Regions from separate parts of the Pan troglodytes genome. Here regions 2 and 3 are each linked to region 1. Evidence: chromatin contacts called from public HiChIP or PLAC-seq data. All regions are on one chromosome and are shown on one strand. Each heading gives the region's core, a stretch centred on a gene start, on an enhancer-like site or on the middle of the called end of the contact. The rest is flanking DNA. Distances are from core to core; before and after follow the strand shown. Region 1 holds the start of KMT2D (lysine methyltransferase 2D). Region 2 holds the start of TROAP (trophinin associated protein). Region 3 holds the start of DNAJC22 (DnaJ heat shock protein family (Hsp40) member C22).

What was found. HiChIP or PLAC-seq counts read pairs in DNA pulled down with a chosen protein or histone mark.
Region 2: a contact with region 1 is called in an H3K4me3 HiChIP or PLAC-seq map of stem cell-derived excitatory neurons, with 2.1 times the contacts expected there. The contact joins the promoter of TROAP here to the promoter of KMT2D in region 1. A contact is called at or near these places in 1 of 7 Hi-C or Micro-C datasets (stem cell-derived neural progenitor cells) and 1 of 1 datasets of contacts at active chromatin or transcription factors (stem cell-derived excitatory neurons).
Region 3: an H3K4me3 HiChIP or PLAC-seq map of stem cell-derived excitatory neurons shows a contact between it and region 1, with 3 times the contacts expected there. The contact joins the promoter of DNAJC22 here to the promoter of KMT2D in region 1. A contact is called at or near these places in 1 of 7 Hi-C or Micro-C datasets (stem cell-derived neural progenitor cells) and 1 of 1 datasets of contacts at active chromatin or transcription factors (stem cell-derived excitatory neurons).

What each region holds. Positions count from the first base shown.
Region 1 is chr10:46,807,984-46,811,112 of NHGRI_mPanTro3-v2.0_pri, forward strand. It overlaps KMT2D (lysine methyltransferase 2D), which reads left to right and starts at 1,872. Exons shown (of 56, transcript XM_063785689.1): 1 at 1,872-2,520.
Region 2 is chr10:46,544,746-46,547,723 of NHGRI_mPanTro3-v2.0_pri, forward strand. TROAP (trophinin associated protein) reads right to left here and starts at 1,641. Exons shown (of 16, transcript XM_016923482.4): 1 at 1,525-1,641; 2 at 393-607; 3 at 1-138. The coding sequence starts at 133.
Region 3 is chr10:46,520,366-46,523,458 of NHGRI_mPanTro3-v2.0_pri, forward strand. DNAJC22 (DnaJ heat shock protein family (Hsp40) member C22) reads right to left here and starts at 1,263. Exons shown (of 3, transcript XM_522378.8): 1 at 580-1,263.

The DNA.
Region 1 (3,129 bases), core at 622-3,121:
AGCACTTTGGGAGACCAGGGCGAGCGGATCACGAGGTCAGGAGTTCGAGACCAGGCTGGCCAACATAGTGAAACCCTGTCTCTACTAAAAATACAAAAAAAGTAGCCGGGTCTGGTGGTGTGCGCCTGTAATCCCGGCTACTAGGGAGGCTGAGGCAGGAGAATCGTGTGAACCAGGGAGGCGGAGGTTGCAGTGAGCCGAGATCGCACCACTGCACTCCAACCCGGACGACAGTGCGAGACTCTGTCTCAAAAAATAAAAAAAGTTCTCTTGGACAGCATCGTAAACCCTTTCCTCACAAAGCTGGCATTGGATCTAATCTGCCTGCCTCTTTCTCCACATCTTCTTTAAAAAAAATGTAGTAGTATTATTTGTAATCCTAGGAAAAACGTGGCCTTTGGTTTGAATAATGGCTCAACTTCTCACTAGATGTAGTTCTGTGGGCAATTTTACCTATTGTAGCCTTAATCTTCATCTGTAATATGGAGATAATTCCATGTAACTCATAATGAAGGCGAGGAATAACTAAGAATATATAAAGTATCTGGACATAGTTAATTTGTCTCCTTTTGTCCACCCCATGTGTGCGTTGATGCAGAAGAGGCATTCCAATGTTTTCTCATCCAGACTTATGGTGGGGGGGGGGGGTGGTGCCTGCAAAGAGTATGTTTTGCGATCTTGTCCAGGACAGTACTCCGGCCAGGTAGCAGCGAGGCTACCTCAGTTTACTAAAAAAGGGACACGGGTACTGAATATCTGGAAGGACTGGAGGTGGGAGTGGGGGCACCCTGAAAAGGGAGGCTCTACCTTTATGTTTCGATGGGGAGGTGTGTATAGTGACTGTGTGGGCACCGACAGTCCTTCCTCACACGGGGGACTGGGAGTCAGGAGGAACGACTAGGGACTCGTCCAGTTTTCTTCGGGTCCCCAAACGTGGCAAGAGTCCACCCTCTGCAGCGCCAGGCGCCGTACCTCACTTTCTCCATTTGCGGACTCCAGTTCCCAGGATGCTGAGCAGCGGCCAATCTCCTGGCTCTTCTTCCATCCCCCTCCCGGGAAAGACTGCCCCTGGCCAAATCAAGGGGCAGTTGGAATTTCAGGGACCAACGACTGCAAAGGGTATGGAATTAGACAGCGGCCAGAGTCCTAGTTTCGCGGCCTGGGCGGTAAATGAGGCGGCTCCAGGGCCGCGGCGGAGAGGAGGGGTGCTTCGTTCCCACGTGTCTGCCCTGCTGCCGGCCCGGCGCGGTCGGGGTTAACCCGGAGCGGAAGGATCCCGCAGCGTGTGCGTAGAACTGCAGAGTCACAGCCTTTCCTCCGAGAGGGCGGGATCCCTCCGCCGCTCCGCTCCAACACAAAATAGGGCCGCCTCTTCTCCTTTCTCCCCCTCTCGAGTGGGGTGCCCCGGGCAAAAGGCCCCCCCGGATCTAGCGCCGAAGGCTTCACGAATCTTCACGACCGCTGCCCAGCTCTTGGGCCAGGAAATAGCCCCTTCGCAGGAACCACCCTACCGGCCGAACAGGAGGCGGAGGGGGGGAGGCGGAGCGGCGCCGCGCTGCACTACTTTCCTCTCCGGTTGCAAATGGCTGCCTCGTTCCCCACTTTCCGCTCAGTTTCCTGACCCCCCGGTGCCGGGAGCCGGGGTTGGGCCATGCACCTCTAGGCCGCCTGCGATCACAGTCAGCTGGGGGTCGAGGGGGTGCCACCGACCAGAGCCGGCCAGGCCGGGGGCGGGGCAGCTCCCGAGGCCAGAGGGGAAGGGAGGCGAGCGCAGGGCCTGGAGCGGCCGGAGGGGAGCGGGCAGAGGGCTCGCACCGCCCGCCCCTTCCTCTTCCTCGCCTACCTAGCCTCCTCCCTTCCCCGGGGGGAGCAGAAGGTGGGGGGCTCGAAGCCGCCGAGGGTGAGCGCTCGGGGTCGAGAAGCCCGGCGCTGGGTGTGTGTCAGGTTCAGCCCCGCGGCCCCGCCGGCCCCGCGTCGCCGTAGCTCGCGCGGCCCCGGGCGCCGGCCGGGGCGGGGAGAGGGGCTCGGCGCTCCTGCGAGGGTCTCACGTTCCATCCGGGCCAGGCGCGGGGCGGCGCGGCATTCCTTCCGGGCTGCTGGGGAGGCGCCTCGACGTTCCATCTGGAGAGCCTCGACGTTCCGCCCGAGCCCGGCGCGGGCGGCCGGGGCGCTGGCCGGGCCCTAGGACTGAGAGGCCGCCCGGCGACGCGGATGCGGAGCCTGCTCGCCCAAGATCAAAGCCACCGGTGCTCTCTTTGTGTCCGCTCGGGATTCGCCGCCCTGGGGCTGTCCATGGAAACCTAAACTGCTGGAACCTGAGGCAGAGAACCCCTCTTTGGCTTCTTGCTGTTTTTTTGTGGGGGGAGGGTGGCCACTCCGACCTGGATTTACCGTTCTTGGCCCCCCTAAGCCCCCCCGTGCGGGGGGCGGCTGTGATCGCTCTGGCGGTTGGAGGTCGGGGAGCGGCCCGGGCTCTGGCCATGTTCTCGGATGAGGATTTCTGGATCGCCCTGTGAAGAGGTGAGTGAAGTCCGCCCGGCCAGGGCCCAGAAAGGGTTGGACTGGGGGCACAGCCAGATGGACTGTCTTAGCCGGAGCTGGCCTTTAGGTTGGAGAAGGGGGTGCCAGAGCTGGGGAGCGTTCCTTTGGCAGGGTCTGTCAAGGGAACCTGAGCCAGTCACCAGGGCAGAACTGAGGCCTGGTGTCTTGGGGTGTGCCTCTTTAAAGACTGGGGGTTCAGGGAACCACGGGAGTTTGGGAACCTGGCCAGATAGCCTCTCTGCCTGTTTATTTTTGTGTTGGGGGAGCTCGACTAAACTAGGACCCGGGCCCTGATGCCAGCACCAATCCCAGGCTGCTGCTTCTCCCTTCAGGGTTCCTTGTGGGCCTTGGGACAGAGCAACTTGGGATGGTGGGGGAGGGTGATCACTGCCAGGTCAGACTTATGCCAGTTGGACTTTAAGGTTGTTCCTACCGAGTTGGGCACCCAAAGCAGTCCCTGGAAAACTCAAGGAACCCCAGATCCTTCACCAGGCCTTCTTTCACTGGGCAAAGGGAGAGTGTGTGGAAACTGACTAGTTGTGATGAAGGGGGTAGCTGGGGCAAGAAGGAGGCGGGGCTGGGGCAGTT
Region 2 (2,978 bases), core at 391-2,890, 260 kb before region 1:
GGTTCTCCTGGTCCACGGCGCACGATGTAACAGTGGGGAAAGGCGTGCGTTTCTGAGAGCGTACCGGAATCTTGCTAGGGGTAGGAGATACACCCCGGAGGAGGGGATCCTTCGTGGCTTGCCGGGTGGTCATGATGGCTACAATTGAGAAGGGGAAGAAGGCAGGCAGAATCTAAGATCAAAGATCAACCAGTTCTCGGGGCACCTGTCCTGCCATCCCTGATACCTCCGCCCTAATCCACGCGCCCACAAGCCCCCGGCGCCTGCAAGACCGCTCTTATGGGTGCTATCTCCAGACACCCCGAGCCTACTCTTTCGCCCTCGGGCCCCAAACTGTCCTCCTCCCTATGAACCCAGCAGCCTTCGTTCCCTCCAAGACCCCCGTGCCTTACCTTGCCGAGAGCCCCTCAGGGCCTACCCAGCTTCCTCCGCTTTTCTTCTGACTCTCTCGGGTACTGCTGGAGCTACTTTCTCAGTTTGTAAAATACGCCAAGCTCTTGATTGGCCCGGTCGCGCTCCCGCGGAGGCCCGCGTAGCCAGACTCAGCCGTCCAATCCGCGGGCATCGCAGGAGGGGCCAAAAGAAGGACCAATTGTCGAACCGCTTTCTGGCGAGGAAAAAAACTGACTCGGATCAATCAGCCAATCCGAGAGTGGAGCGCCGCTGGGAGGCGGGGAAAGAGGAAGGATGGGGCCGTTCCGAGGCCGGGGAAGGCGTAGCCACGGGAGCTCTCGCGAGGCCTCGGGACCGGCTAGGGGCCGGCCATTGGCAGGACCGGGCGAGGTCGCGGTACTGAGGGTACAGTTGATCGTTCCGATTGCTGCCAACGGTGTTGAAGGCTGGCCCGAGCCCCCGACCCGGCTTGACCATAGCACGGCGCCAAGCTTTGGGGACGCCATTCCAGATGCCCATAGAAAATATCTGCGTCCGGGCGCGGTGGCAGGCGCCTGTAATCCCAACACTTTGGGACGCCGAGGCGGGAGGATCTCTTGAGCTGAGTTTGAGACCAGCCTGGGCAACATAGCGAGACCACTCCCACCCGTTTCTCTACAAAATAATAAAATAATAATAATAATCCCTGTGCAGTGGTGCGCGCTTGTAGTCCCAGCCGCTCTGGAGGCTGAGGCAGGAGGATCGTGTTGAGCCCAGGAGGTTGAGGCTGTAGTGAGCTGTGGTCGCGCCACTGCACTCCAGCCTGGGCAACAGAGACCCTGTCTTAAAAAAAATAAAGAGGGAAAGAGAGAACATCTGTACGTTGTCTCCGGGATAAGGAACTGCCTTCAAACGGGCGGAGAGGGCTGGAGGGAATCGAACTGAGCCTAACAATATGTGTGCTCCTTGGAGCCTCACAATCCAGTGAGGTGTCTGATGAGGTGTCTTTCATTTTACGGGTAGGTAACAAGACTCATTGTTTTTGAACCCAGTTACCACAGCACCAGAATTGAATGGCTACTCACAGCTGGGGATTTCCTTGCCTCCAGGTTGCCTTTTGCAGATCTAGAGGTCTGGGGAGAGGGGGCTCACCTGCTGGTTATTGGTGGGCAAGGCTGTGAGACTGAGAGATCCTAGAATATCCTGCTTAAGATGGAAGGGGTAACCCCTAACGGGGGACAGGAAATGAACAACACTTAACAGAACTCTGGTGGATTTTCCCCACCAATCACAGAAGTTATTCTTACACAAGCCAGAAACCGAGGAGTTACTCCTTAACTCCTCCCACTCCCTTTACATATCCCATCTCTCATTCACTCTCACTAATTTTACTATTTATGCATTTTTGGGACAGGGTCTCACTCTGTCACCCAGGCTGGAGTGCAGTGGTGCGATCTCAGCTCACCGCAGCCTCGGCCTCCTGAGTTCCCACCTCAGCCTCTCAAGTAGCTGGGACTACAGGTGCCTGCCACCAGCTAATTTTTGTGTTTTTTTGTAGAGACAGGATCTGGCTACATTGTCTAGCCTGGGGTTACAGGCGTCTTTCCCAGCACTTTGGATGGCCCAGGTGGATCGCTTGAGGCCAGGAGTTCCAGACCAGCCTAGACAATGTAGCAAGATCCTGTTTCTATAAAAAAAAATTTAAAGATACGTAAGGTATCTTTATTAATTGTATGCATCTTTAAAATTCATCTACTTTCAGGCCGTGCGCGGTGGCTCACGCCTGTAATCCCAGCACTCTGGGAGGCCAAGGCAGGGGGGTCACCTGAGGTTGGGAGTTCAAGACCAGGCTGACCAACATGGAGAAAACCGTCTCTACTAAAAACACAAAAATTAGCCGGACTTGGTGGCTCATGCCTGTAATCCCAGCTACTCAGGAGGTTGAGGCAGGAGAATCGCTTGAACCCAGGAGGCGGAGGTTGAGGTGAGCCGAGATCGCACCACTGCAACTCCAACCTGGGCAACGAGAGCGAAACTCCGTCTCAAAAAAAACCCAAACAAACAACAACAAAAAGATCATCTACTTTCGGCTGGGTTTATGACTGTAATCCCAGCACTTTGGGAGGCTGAGGTGGGCGGATCACCTGAGGTCAAGAGTTTGAGACCATCCTGACCAATATTGTGAAACCCCGTCTCTACTGAAAATACAAAAATTAGCTGGGCATGGTGGCTGATGCCTGTAATCCCAGCTACTTGGGAGGTTGAGGCAGGAAAATCGCTTGAACCCAGGAGGCAGAGGCTGCAGTGAGCCAAGATTGTGCCACTGCATTCTCCAGCCTGGGTGACAAGAGTGAAACTCTGTCTCAAAAAAGAAAAAAAATTTCTTACTTTCTCTTTCTTTCTTTCTTTTTTCTTTTTCTTTCTTTCTTTTTTCTTTCTCTCTTTCTTTTTCTTTCTTCCTCTCTTTTTTTCTCTCTCTCTTTCTCTCTCTCTCTCTCTCTTTCTCTTTTTCTTTCTTTCTTTTTTTTTGAGATAGAGTCTTGCTCTCCCAGGCTGGAGTGCAGTGGCCTGATCTCGGCTCACTGCAGCCTCCACCTCCCGGGTTC
Region 3 (3,093 bases), core at 13-2,512, 290 kb before region 1:
TACTCCCAAATTAAGTGGCCGTACCTGGGTGCCCCGCTCCCAGACCGAGTCAGACCAGTCATTTCCTTTGACCACAGAGTGAAAATGGCCCGTCTCGCCCTGCTCCCACTTCCATCCAAATGGACTTTGTCTTTTGTGTCTGTTGTGTCACGGAAGTCCGGCTTCCCCAGGCCAGGCTCCTCCCCAGGGCCCTCCCCGGCCCCCTGGGGATCACATTCCCGCCTGGGACTCCTCCCCGCCCGCCCTCGCGGGGAAACTCGGTGCAAGGCTCTGCAGACGCCTGCAGCTCCGGTGGGCTCAGTGCCCAGCCCGGGCCCAGCACCTCCCACACCACCGCACCATGGCCGCCAGGTGGCGCTGCCGCCGATGGAAGGGCGGGTCCGGGCGGTCCCCGGACACCTTGTGCGGGTACCGAGGCACAGCAGCACAGGACTGCCCCTATGGAGGGGCTGCCTGGCAGGAGCAAGGGACGCTCCTATCTGTAGTGCTAAAAAAAAGGATAAACTCCTGTAAATGCAAGAATACGTCCTTGATTACCTCTTCCCACCCCTACAAATTGAAAGGTGACTCCTCCCTCACCTCAAGCTGCCCGCTCCTCTCTTCACGCTCCGTTGACCTTCAAGACTGCATGGTTCCACCTCCAATTCCCTTAAGGCAGAGACATCCACGGACAGGCTGCAGTGAGGGACATCCAACCCAAGCAGTCCTCAACCCCCCACAGGGCTTGCTTGCCTCACCGGCCCACCTCCGAGCCTTCCAGTTAGGGGCTCTGCTTCTGCACCTGAGCCTGAGACCTGAGGAGCCTCCCAATCCAGGGCTGCTCTGTCCCGCGGGCTATGAACCAGAGGGAGAAACGGGAGCAGAGGGTTGGAGGGCAGGAGGCTCGACCAGGAGGGCGAGGCCGCAGCCCGAGGCTCGTGGTAGTCTGCCTTCCTGCGCCTCTGCGCTGCAACGGAGCTGCAATGCAAGACGCCTTCATTTCAATGTCCCGGGCTCCAATCCCGGGTTCTACTCCGTGAACTTGGCTAAGTCATGCAGCTTCTTGGGCCTCAATTTCCTTCTCTGGAAATCTCGTGGATCTCCGAGGTCCCCCAGTCTGGACTTGCGGGGGCTTCGGGGGACGGTCGGCCTCGCGGGTGTCACCTTCCGGCAGTAGGCAGAGCGCTTCCCTCCAAACGCCCTCAGCCCTCATCTCGGCCTGGAGAGGAAATGCTGCTCTCTATATGACCTCTTAGGGCTCACTGAGGGGCCTAGGCTGGGAGGGGCCCCAAAGCGACGCCTCAGACTGCTGGGGGCGGGGGCGGACAGGAGCGCTGAATAATGAATGAGACTTAATTGGGCCCGCACTGCGCGACGGCGCGCTAAGCTTTGCAAACAGCGCGGGCGGCGGCGGCCGCCGCTGGACAAACAAACTATCTCCCGGCTCAGGTGGTGGGGCGGGGGCGGCAGCCATACAAGGGAGAGGGAAGGGGCTGGCCGCCGGGGCACCCGGGGCCGCAGCGCGCCCCCAGGTTTACTGCCCGAGGAACCCAGAAATGCGGGGCTGCGCTGGCGGCCCAGAGAGTGGGGGTCGGGAAGGGGCTCAGGGTTCGATCTCAGGAAGGGAGGAGTGGGGAGGGAGAGAAGCGGATTGTGCGGGGAGAGCCAGGGGCCCAAGGGCAATGTAAGCGCGAGGAAAAGCTGAAGAAACGAGTGGAGGGCAGAGGAGAGGGGAGAAGTGAGCGAGGAAAAAGCGCACCGGGGGAGGGGCGACGGGGTCGGGGGAGCGGGAGAAGAGCTGTTACCGGGAGGAAAGGGAAGAGCGTTGGAGGAACAAGCGAAGGAAGGCGCGAGGGGCCGGGAGAAGAGGAATTGAAGAGTCAAGGAGAGGGATGGGAGGTGACCGGAATAAGAACGAGGGGGCGGCAGGGCGGGGGGAGGCGCCCCTGCCTCCGCCTCGCCCTGCAGCGCTCCCGGCCTAGCGCTCTCTCCAGCCGCCCGCACTCACTTTGTCACAATTACGGGGCCGTCACTCCGCCCGGATTGTTTTCCCCAAATTGTTGTTCTATAAACTGGTGCAGAGTGGGAGGTGGGGGGATCTGACAAACTGCAGCGAGAGGAAAGGGTCTGAGCTGTGGTGCGGGGCACGGTGGTGCATTTACCCGCAAACTGGCCCCGCGTGGGCGGAGGAATCCAAAAAACCCACGCAGGAATTCTGGTTGCTGCCCCAGCTTCGTCGCTGACCCCGCTTTTAACTTTTTGGCTATTCTCAGCATCGGCTGCCTCGGTTTCCCCAGCAGAGCGTGACAAGGATCGGAGGCTGGGGTGGTGGAGGCGCTTGTAGGTGGGGTCCAAACTTTCCTGCCTGTCCCATTCTGTCTTGTTCTTTACTACCCGGGTCTCCCCGGCGGGGGATGGGTGGTCTATCCCAGCCCAGCGGTCCTCAGAGCGACCTCGAGTGCCTTCTTCCCCCGTGAGTGAGGCTTCTGCCCTCACCCGGTCTCGGCCATCTCCTACCCCGCCTGTGCCCTCCGACCCTCTGCCCTGCGCCGCTCGGTGTCCCAGCCTTTCAATTCGGCAAACATACGTTGCGCGCCCACTGAGTGCCAGCGCTGAGCCAGCCTCACCCCGCCGCCTCTCCCCCCCGCCACCCGCCCCTTCCCGGCCGGCCCGGCCTGTCGGCTCCGTGACAGCAGCCGCCGAAGCCCCGGCCCCGCGGGAGCGGCCAGAGAGGAGCCGCCGCATGGCTGGCTCCGACACTGGCCTCCCCGGCGGCTCCAGGGGCAACGAAGGGTGGCGGCCGCTGAAGCGAGACTGGAGCCTGCCGGGGGAATTGGCAGGGCTGAGCGGGGGAGGGGGAGGCCCTGGGCAGGCTTCTCTCTGGTTCTCTAAGGCCTGTCGTTCTCATTCCGTCGCCCTCCGGTACCGCCCGGGTCCCGACCCCTCCTGGCTTCGCGAGCCTGGGACGTGGTAGGCTCCCCACGCCCCCTCCCCCAGCCCAGGTGATTTACACGCGGGCTCCGCGAAGCGGCCGCTTCCCAATCAGGAATATCGACCGCGGGCGGGGCCCCCGGGCCGCATCGATCCCTCTAAGGCTCGGGATTTAAAAATGTC